Linked DNA regions of Mus musculus: all the other regions are linked to region 1. A link is a contact called in public Hi-C data. All regions are on one chromosome and are shown on one strand. Each heading gives the region's core, a stretch centred on a gene start, on an enhancer-like site or on the middle of the called end of the contact. The rest is flanking DNA. Distances are from core to core; before and after follow the strand shown.

What was found. Hi-C and Micro-C count contacts between places; a contact is called where the count stands out from the background.
Region 2: a Hi-C map of uterus shows a contact between it and region 1, with 2.4 times the contacts expected there. The contact joins the enhancer-like site here to the promoter of 2600014E21Rik in region 1. A contact is called at or near these places in 1 of 39 promoter capture datasets (embryonic stem cells), 5 of 484 Hi-C or Micro-C datasets (embryonic stem cells and uterus), 5 of 115 datasets of contacts at active chromatin or transcription factors (embryonic stem cells and stem cell-derived neural progenitor cells) and 1 of 9 other capture datasets (embryonic tail).
Region 3: a contact with region 1 is called in a Hi-C map of uterus, with 2.5 times the contacts expected there. The contact joins the enhancer-like site here to the promoter of 2600014E21Rik in region 1. A contact is called at or near these places in 2 of 39 promoter capture datasets (the 3T3-L1 cell line and embryonic stem cells), 4 of 484 Hi-C or Micro-C datasets (CD8 T cells and uterus), 3 of 115 datasets of contacts at active chromatin or transcription factors (T-cell acute lymphoblastic leukemia, embryonic stem cells and stem cell-derived neural progenitor cells) and 2 of 9 other capture datasets (embryonic stem cells and embryonic tail).

The regions. Positions count from the first base shown.
Region 1 is chr2:75,135,804-75,139,187 of GRCm38.p6, forward strand. 2600014E21Rik (a long non-coding RNA gene) reads left to right here and starts at 1,852. Exons shown (of 12, transcript XR_001783367.2): 1 at 1,852-3,249. Gm13652 (a long non-coding RNA gene) reads right to left here and starts at 2,172. Exons shown (of 3, transcript XR_374685.4): 1 at 1,461-2,172.
Region 2 is chr2:74,905,663-74,909,046 of GRCm38.p6, forward strand. No RefSeq gene overlaps it. Among named protein-coding and RNA genes, the nearest start is that of Mtx2, 82 kb to the left of the region's middle. Within about 2 kb of position 1,634, at least 28 of the 459 cell types and tissues checked have an H3K27ac peak or open chromatin away from gene starts, as enhancers often do. A contact at or near this core is called in uterus, where this site is marked.
Region 3 is chr2:74,998,756-75,002,139 of GRCm38.p6, forward strand. No RefSeq gene overlaps it. Among named protein-coding and RNA genes, the nearest start is that of Gm46748, 61 kb to the right of the region's middle. Within about 2 kb of position 1,711, at least 46 of the 459 cell types and tissues checked have an H3K27ac peak or open chromatin away from gene starts, as enhancers often do. A contact at or near this core is called in T-cell acute lymphoblastic leukemia, embryonic tail and uterus, where this site is marked.

The DNA.
Region 1 (3,384 bases), core at 602-3,101:
TCTTTTAGTTTCCTCGAAATGCATTAAAAAGTTACTACCATTTTAACAGAGCAAAATTACCTATATAATTTATATATCAGATTACTACAGTTTTAGAGAGTGGAAAAATAAACCCTGAAGTTTTTTTGGGGGGAGAGGCAGGTGGGATATAGCATAGGGAAGCCATTTTTACAGAATATACTTATACTCTTTTAGAACATATGCATCAAGTTTCCTTATGAAAATGTTTGACCTCAAATTTTAATATAAATTGCAATCTGATATAGAGTTACAAGCTTGGAAGCCCTTTCTAAATATCTTGAATGGGGTTGTAGCTATCTTCTTCAATTAATAATAATAATAATAATAATAATAATTAATAATAATAATAAAAAGACTGACTACCACGATCCCATGTGTAGCTGGAGAAAGGTGAAATAGTTGTGATGTTTTAACATTTATGAATATACTTTTAAAATTGAAGAACAGATTTTTTTAATCTAAAATGCGAACACAGAACAGAATAGTGCAAGTAGAAGTTCCGTGAACTTCATAAGTGCAAGAAAACAAGTTTACGAGTTTTAAATGAAAATCTCTCATTCTGACCCATTAGGGGGAAGTATTTATAGGCAGTAAAAGGTAGTAATGACCCACCACATCCACAGTTGCTGTCTGCAGTGCCACCTGCTCCATCCCCACAGACAGACACATGGCCCCAAAGAGGAACTGTATCAGTTATATATCCATTCCTTTAAGTTCTGTTTGTATTAACCCTCAACGCCTTTATAGCAACAGTCAAATCACATTAAATTGATGTGTTTACTTTTTTAAGCCCTCTGTTCCAACCTACTTAAAATTCAACACTGTATTTTGCAGATGATGAGAAACATTGCCATTTAAAAATAGTCAAACACCCTTCTCAAAAACCAAGAAGTATGTACAGGTAGGGGCCATCGCACCCTCTGCAAGCAGCATGGGGCGTGTTAATCAGTGAGTTCTGCCCCTCGCCGGCTTGGGGATTCTCTTTGCCTTTGTGCACCCACCTCAAGGCGTCCTGCTACCTGGAAAACTGCAACTACAAGCTGTCTTTAGGCTAGTAGCTGTGGCGGAAGCCTCTTCGGGGACCCCCTAGGACCCGGTGTGAGCCTGTGAACTCACCACTCCAGGCTTTAATTGGATTTGACTAAAAGCACATAGTTTCTGGCAAAATGGCCAATTCTTAAATGGAGCCTCAGACCTTGGCCATCCCTAAGGAGAAATAATGCCCCGAAACACGTCACTGCCCACTCATTTCCCATTTCACTAACTTCCAATTAACACACGCTCTCTTCAGAGTCAGCATTACCATCATTTGGGGATTGCAGAAACAGAGGTGACATGTTGACTTTCTGTGGCTAAAAAGCACTTATGGGCACCATGACCAACACCTTTCTCCTTGGAAGAACATAACTTTCAAAACTTGCATCCCTCTCTTTACAAACCTGCTGTGTGGCGCGGAGGGGGAGGGGAGACGTGGGTGGAGGCCACCTCTCTTCTGCAAAGCCATCGAGGCCAGCAAAGGCCAGGGCTTTTCGTTCCAGCCTTTTCCTGCCCATCAGTGTCCACTTGGAGTAGCGTGGAGAGGAAGGTTTACTCTTTTCCCGGCGGAGCCTCAGCGATGGGCTCAGAGGAGACTCTCTCCAGGGGCCCGGCCGGTCCATACCTGTCCCGGGTGGAATGGGAACCCCGTGCAGCTGCTGCCTTCCTGAGCCCGTGCGCCCGGGCAGCGACCCAGAGCCAGACGATTGGCCCAACAAGACGAGACGACAGGGAGGCGGGAGCCGGTACCCCAGGGCGTTGGGTCACTCTGATCTCCCGGGGCAGGGCTAAGCAAGGGAGAGGTCGTTCTGGAGCTGATGCACTTGTCCCCAGCGGGAACGGACTTGACCCCCGTTAGCCTTTGGAGCGCCTCGGAGGCCTAAGACGAGCTGGACATCGGCCTCGTGTCATCTTCGGCCTTACTTTGGGGGGACGGTCACTCCAGGAGCGCTGGCCTGCCCCCTCCCCCAATGCTCCCCCCACCCCCAGGCTTAGCATCACAGTGGACAACGTCTCCCACATCCAGGCTCTTGATCCGAAAGAGGGGAACTGAGGGCTGCCCGCGGCAAAGCTCGACCTACACTTCATTTTCTTCCGATTTGGAGAAAATGTCACAGGAGTGGGTGGGGGAGACCCTCGCACTGTAAATATGATTTGGAGGGGGCGAGGCTCGGAGTGCGAGGGCCCCGGGCGGCGTGGGCACCCTGCTGGAGATTCCCGGTCTCACAGCGCGCCCTAGTGGACACCCTGGCCCGCGCCGCTGCCCCCGGACGCCGGCTGGGTTTCCCCGCGCGCCTTACAATCTGCAATATATTATTTCTTGCAAAGTATTGACAATGTGCGAGGTTCTGGTAACCCCGGAGCTCTTGTCTGTAATCAGCACATTTATTCACATTTGGGGCGGGGGGATCCGAATTAAATCCCCGTGACCCTGATTAGGTTACAGTGTCATTTTCCCCCTGGATCCTCTTTTAAACCCACTCTACACTGCTGCTCTGTCTATTACATGCTAATTTAATTTTACTGTGGACGATATTTTCAGCATTTGCTGAGGACAGTAAATTTTGTAGTTTATGTTATTTCACTTTTTATGACTTTTTAACACTTAATAAAATTTTATTAGAGCACTTTTGTGTTTACAAGGCCACAAAACTCTTGGCAGGTTGTCAGAAGTCCTTTTTATTATGATCCTACTGATATACTGCGAGTAATGAAATAATCATGTCCAGAAATGTATCAAAGGCCAGAGGGATTATCCCACTTAATAGCTCCACAGATGCGCCCAGAAGAATGTGGACTGCGGCGGACAGGCTGGGAGGCAGCAGAGGAAGAAGGCAGTTCCCCCCAGCCCCCAACACACACACTCACACACACTCCTTTCTTTACCACTTCTGTTGCTTTCCTAAAAGGCTACATTCAGGGTCATGTGACTTTCCGCGGTCTCAATAAAAAAAAAAGAATTTATTCTATTGCAAAATGTGCTTTTCTTTTTATACTCCTTGTGTGAGCCTTTAAGGCAGGTCTAGTGGCAGTGGGGCTGGCTCGGCGGATCCCTGTCAGTCACTTTGCTCTCGTACTAAGTGTACTTTTGTGCCATTTAAGCAGCCGATGGTGTCATTGGCGTTGAGAGTGCAGCTTCTACAGCTCACACTGAAGGCTTTGGGGACCCAGGAGGGCGCGAGTTGTTTTAAGGTCTGTACCCTCCTGCAAACAACACTGTTTGCAGTTGCTGTTTGGTTTTATTTTGTTTTTGCAAACCAGAGGAACGGTGGAGACCCTGCCTTCTGCCTGACCAGAGAGCTAGTGTTCTATTTCATTTTTTATTTA
Region 2 (3,384 bases), core at 384-2,883, 230 kb before region 1:
GATGATAATTTTTTAAATTGTCTATTGCTTATATTTTCTTCTTGCAGTTTTCTTTTAACTCACAGTTTTCTTTCCCCAAAGATTTTCCTTGTGGGCTTCCTTTTTCCTTTTTATGACAGTTTATTTTGTGAACTCAAGGCTTCCCCTTAACCTGCTGAGGACATTAACTTAGCATTGGTGTTGTCTTCCCACCTCTGTGTGGTTTCTTTCTCCCAACAGCCTTTCTTCATTCTACTGAACCCTTTGGCTTAGGTTCCTGTCTTCGTGTTGGAAAATTCCTTTAAAGTCTAGTACTTTTGCTATAGGTTTGAAAGCAATGGTCATATTATAAATTATTTGCAATACATTTTATCTTCTAAATAAGACTTGTCTTTGGTTTTCTGATATATTTGATAAACTACAATTATACCTCCTAAAAATAATCACTATTAAAAAAACAGTCATGTGTTTGTACTAAAAACATACATTCATGAAGATGATTCCATAATAAGATACAATTTGAAATGTCATCCCATGCTATCCCTCGGCTGTTGACATCTTTATGCATGAACACACACACATTCTACATGAATGGCTGTGATGTGTATTTAGCCCCTGACGGAGACTTCCAACTTGTCCCTACTGAAAGTCAGACTGCAGGAGGCCTTGTTACTCCACCTTTGTCTGCTTGCTTGATTGCTCTCTTAGGAAGAAGTTTTAAAAAACAAATTTACTGAGAAAAGAAGAGGGAAAAGTATTAAAAGATTCTAGAACAGAAAATTTCGTCTGCCCAGGACTAGTGTTGAGCAGGGTCTCAGCCACTGGGGCTGTGCCTTCCTGCAGTGTGCTGAGAAGGATCAGGTGGACTGAGAAGACAGCCTCCAGTTCTATCCCTCTCCCAGCTTGTGGCCAGGCTACCCGTGACTCAGGCTTACTGTCTAGAGAATTGATTTGTCTTGGATTTACTTGGCTGAGAACCTCACTACAGGTACATTTATTTATACAGGGTAGATAGATAATAGATGATAGATAGATAGATAGATAGATAGATAGATAGATAGATAGATAGATAGATGATAGACAGAAAGACAGATGATAGATAAATGATAAAGATGATAGATAGATGATAGTTAAATGATAAATAGATGGTAGATAGATGGCTGTGAACATACTTTATACTACATATATTGCATAAACCAAGCCAAAAAATTAGAGATCATCTAAGTGAAAAATTAAGATTTTTCTGCCTATACTGACGTGAATCCTTTCTGTTTTGAAGTCCACTGCTCTGGAATCAAGGGTCTCATTTCATCGGCAAAATGAGAGGTTTTAGAATGGACTCAGCAGTAAGGGGTCACAGGGAGAATAAAGGAGTCTGAGAAAGTTAGGTAGATGTTCTTTTTTCTTACTCCTCCCTCAGCACCCACCTAAACCTTTCTGTCTTGTAGGTCACCTGTCACCTGTCACCAGTGGGAAGTTCCTCAACTTGGCTCTGCTCCCAAGGTGCAGCTCCCTGAAAAACCGACTCTCTCCTATGCCACAGGAGAGTGTTTACAGACCGTTCTTTTCCATTCTCAGAGTGTAGGATCAGCAATGGAATTTTCAGATTAGTTGCAGATGCCCTCCCCACACCCTCCTGCGCCGGCTTTAGTAACTGGATGCGCTTTAATTCAAAAGGAAACTTCTCAGACCATTGAGCTTCAATACAGTTTAATGCCTTAAGGCTGTGGAGCTTGAATTCATCGGGAAGCCTGAATAAATGTTTTCAAATAAAATGAAACACCACATACGTTCTTTTGCTTTGCTGCAAGTTTGGTTTTGGTTTTGTGTTCAAGTTAAAAAAAAAAGAAACCCAGCTCATTCCCAGGCTGCAGCAGATGTCCCAGCGGATGGCCCGCCCTTGACTTGGGTTTGTCTGGCCAAGTCTCAGAAGCTTGGCTTGTTGTAGAGGGAGGATCGCAGTGACCCTGGCTGCTTCCTGCTTGCAATTTTCAGATAGTCCCAGATGACCAGTTTGTGTTCTAGGCCAGAATAACTCTTTTGCAGAATGAATAATATTTTCTTAAGCGCTTTTAAGTTGCCATTCATTGCCCATTTTAAAAATGATTTAATGAGTGAAAATATGCTGTTTATAAGTCCCTTAGTGCATATTTTTTAGAATGGCTGAATGAGTCGCTTTGTTTACACACATTTACTACAATGGCCAAGGGAGATGTTACAACGGTCAGAAATCCCTTAAGATGACGTGTGGAGAAAAACCCTATCTGCTTGGTCGTTTCTTTAAGCATCAAGTCCTTTTAACAAACGACTCACTTGAACTTGAAGACCACTGCCCGCACTTTTAAATGGGGGAGATTAAGGTTTTCAGATACACAAATGCCTTGTCCTGGTGAAAGCCAATGCCAGGAGCCAATCAGGACCGGTCAGCTTTTGTGCAGCCTGAAATGGAGATAATTACCGAGCTCTCGGGCCCTAGACTGGGGAGCGCATGCGCCAAGCAAATCAGGAGCCGGCAAAGGAGAACTTAGAACCTACGCTATCTTAACTCTGGAGGCAGTCAGCCATGTACTGTAGGGCAAGCTAACCATGGTATTTCTCTATTTGCTAGCCAGATCCCTAAATAATCTCTTATTAAGTAGATTCCTGCCAGCTGTATGAGTTATTGTGTGTGGTTTAAGGAAATAAAACCACATTGATTTAAAATATTCTCTAATTCAGATAAGACCGAATTAAGGAGCAGTGCAGTATTGAATGTCATTTTTCATGGGGAAGAAAGTGCTAGCTTTGAATGTCTTAATTTGAAAAATTAGCTCTACTTATGAATTTGTTGTTATCTAATCTTTCTGGGGTTCTGAATACTTTCATTCTGCAAAATTAACAACCATTCTAATTTTAAGTAGGAAATTGCATTTAAAAAAATCATTTTCCACAAAGAGGAAAATTTAACTTTATTTTTGAAAATAGTGTCTGCACGAGCCATCTGTTAGTAACAATAAGAGGATGAAAGGAAATTTAAGTGAAAACTCAATTATTTTGTAAGACTGTGTCATATCATAGTTAGTCAGTGTTCTGTTGCTGTGAAGAGACACCACAAGGCAACCTAGAGAAGAAAACATTTAGCTGTTAGCTTGTATACAGTTTCAGACGGTTAGAATGTTGTCATCCTGGCTGGGGGCATGGCAGCATGCACACAGGCATGAGGTTGGAAAAATTGCTGAGAATTTTACAGCCCATTTTGCATGCTGAGAGGGAAACAGTGTGCCTGGCCGAAACCCACCCTGAGTGACACACCTACTCCAACAAGGCCACACCTCCTAATCCTCCCCAAACAATTCAGTTAACTAGGGACCAACCATCCAAACAAATGAGCCTACAGAGGCCATTCTCATTCAAGCCACAAATGTT
Region 3 (3,384 bases), core at 461-2,960, 140 kb before region 1:
CCTTTAACCCTAACTACACTCTAACCCTAACCATTTCTCTCTAACCCTAACCCTCTAACCCTTACCCTAGGGTTGAGTCTTTCCAATGGAATTTCATTTACTAGCAAATCACCAATGACATCTGGAAATGGTGACTAACCTAAAGAAAACACTTTGCCACCTTAAAGCTCAAACCCCAGGCTGTTCTCCCCATTTCCAGACTGAGAGGAGCAGAAGTGACAACTTGCCAGAGGCCCTCATCTCAGGATCGCACCCAGACTTCCTTTGTGAGTGATATGAACACTATCAGTCAGCTGGATGCCCCTATTTGCAGATTCAGGCCAGCAGCAGACAGATGTAGGCTTTACAGGACTGACTGGGGTGGGACAGGAGTGATAAGACAGGAGTATGGCCATGACCTGGAGCTTGTTCTGAGTTTTAACAGGAAAGATTTCCCTGTGTTCTGTGTTCCTTACCTGAGCCTGTGATCAGGGTATCTTCCAGAGAGCTTAGCTCTCCACAGATGAGAGGGGGGGGGGAGGGAGAGGAGAGGAGAGGAGAGGAGAGGAGAGGAGAGGAGAGGAGAGGAGAGGAGAGGAGAGGAGAGGAGAGGAGAGGAGAGGAGAGGAGAGGAGAGGAGAAAGAATTGCCCCTTCCTTAAGGCAGAAGGCACCCTGGCAGTCTAGAGCAGACATTTTGTATTGTCATCACTGTAGGTGTTTCTGTCTTCTGTTTGAATAAGGGCTTCTCTGCCCAGTTGACTACTACCCACATATTCCCTTGAGGCTAGCTTTGGGATTTTATACCCTTTATCCTGTTTCTGTCCCCAACAACATGAAAGGTGAAGTGGCCTCAGGTGCTGGACCATGTTGTCAGGGCCTCTGCATCTGTCTTTCAGCTGGGGCTGGGATGTGGGCCTGACAGGAAGCACACAGACCAGGCAATAGGAATGCCAGGTGCAAGAACTAAACTCCCTCAGACTGCATGAGGGGAAAGGACACCTGAAAGCTGAGGCTTTCTCTACTCAACAGTTCCTCTCCCCCAGGCTCACCCTACCCAAAAGCTGATGGCTAGCACTGACTCTGGTGGCTCCGGGTGCTTTGGCTCACCAGGCAGTGCGGCTCCCTCCCAAAGCTGTCTTGGTCTCCACTCAAGACCAAGGTGGTCTGGTAGGGGCTTTTCCTGTCTCCCCAAATGATGCCCACGTTGCTGTTCTGGTCCAAGGTCGGGAAAGAAGACCCCAGGAAAGAACAGTGATTCCACCCTCAACTCAGAGGGTGAATGTGTTCAGAGGTCACACACACTCCCCAGATGTGAGAGCAGACAGGAACGGCAACACATAAGAAGGATCCGAGAACTCGTAAATATGAACAACTACCACAAATAAAATCTACCAGCCTGTTACTCCCGGGAAACTGACTGCTTGTAGATCAGAGAAATGCTGCTCCGGGGTTTCCCATGCCTAACCGCAGCATCACCCGGGGACGATTCAGAAAGTGACCCAGGCCAAATGCGAGTGTCAGTCTTTGGTAAAATTTGATACTCCTCAAGTAACTCTGGTTAAGGCAAGAACAGACTCTTCAAATCAGTGCTCCTGCCCTGTGAAAACGACTCGACTTGGTGGGGGGGGGGGGGGGCAAACTTGAAAGGATGCAGCCCAGATGTTAATTTTAAGATCCTCTGGGCCCAACACAGCTGTGGCCTCCAAACTGTTTTGGGATGGAGTCCGGCCACACCCACAGCTGCAGCCGAGCAGTGCAATTTGAAACTCCCCCAGGGCCAACTGCTGTGAAAAGAGCAGTTTTATTACACAAAATAAAACAAAATGCCAGCTCATCTTTACAGTTTCACGGTCTGCCTCGGGGAACACAAAAAGAGTTTTATTTTTCACCTCGTGCGCACTCTGCGCCAGCCGGGTTTGTCTCGGGGCCAGTTTGGGAGGAAGATCTGGAAAGTTCTCTGCTCTGTTGTGGACTCCACTGGTGGTGGAGCTGACATTGAACTTGACTGACTACAGCTGCTCTTTCTGGGCAGTGAGGGAGCAGCATTTAACGTAGCTCTTATGGGGATGTTGCATGTGTTCACGGGAGCTGGACCTGGACCTCATGCCTGAGATACACGGTCTCCCTCGTCTCAAAGCTTTGGAGCAAGATTTTGCCTTTTAATTAAATTTTAGAAGCTTGTTAAACTAGATTTCTGCTTTTAAGAGAGCACACTTAAAAAGAAAATGATGTGCCCCCAATAATCTATAAAATTGAAATTCTGAGGCAGATATTAAAGTTTTCTACTCTAGCTGAAACACTGACAAGAGACGATGAAAGTATATTGTTTGGAGGGCTGGGAAGAGAACTCAAGAGCTACAAGCTGAACTATCGTGAGACCCGTGTTCCAATCCCCAGCACCCAGGGAAAGAGCTGAGAGTGGGGGTACATACCTATAATCTCAATGCTGGCGTCAGAGACGGGAGGATCCCTGAGGCTTGCCGGCCAGCCATCTTAGCTGAACCAGTGACCTCTAGGTTCAAAGAGAGATGCTGTTTCAAAGAATAATATAGAGAGTACCTGAGGACGATATTCAGTGTTGACCTCTGGTCTACATGTGTATACATACAGACACTATATCACACACACACACACACACACACACACACACACACAAGTATATTGTTAAATCAAGCATCAGCGTTACTAGATGAAACTACGGAAGTTAGCTAATAGCCGACTGATTTTTAGTGCAAACAGGGAAACGACCCCATGGTCTTTTTGTTTTCTCTCTGTGTCTAATGCATTGAGTCGTACACGCAATCTAGGACAGCTACATGCTTGATCTCGGTAGAGGAGAAGCCAGCCTGCACACGGGTGTGAGGGTCTCTGTGATATGAATCGGACGGAAACATGAACTAAGTTGTTTGAGCAGATGTTTTGTCTACACAATGCTGAGCGTTAAGAGGCAGATATTAAGGTTTCCTTCTTCCCGTGTAGAGACCTGGTGTCATATAGATGAAACACTCCATAGGATAAATGAAGGTCCCTCTTCTGTTCAGACGTTTTTGATATATGATATATAGAAGCAGCTGGAGAAGAGTTCAGCTCAGAATGAAGAAGCAGAAGCAGGGGAGAGGAGAAGAAAACTCAAGGACAAGGACCAGTTGCTCACATCCCTGGTAATGCAAACCCTCCAGGTAACCAAGTAGAGGGAACTTGTCACTTTCTAATGACAGACATGTTTACCAAGACCATGCACTGAATTGTCTTCCTCTCCTCCCTTAGCTCGGAACCTTTGTGCCCTGTCCTAATCTTATGCTATGCATAGTGGCTGTGGACGATTAACAAAAGGAGAAAGGGCTCCGTAATAAAGCAGACATCGACATGGAGACAGAGGGGACTCGGGGTTTCTAACTGCTGC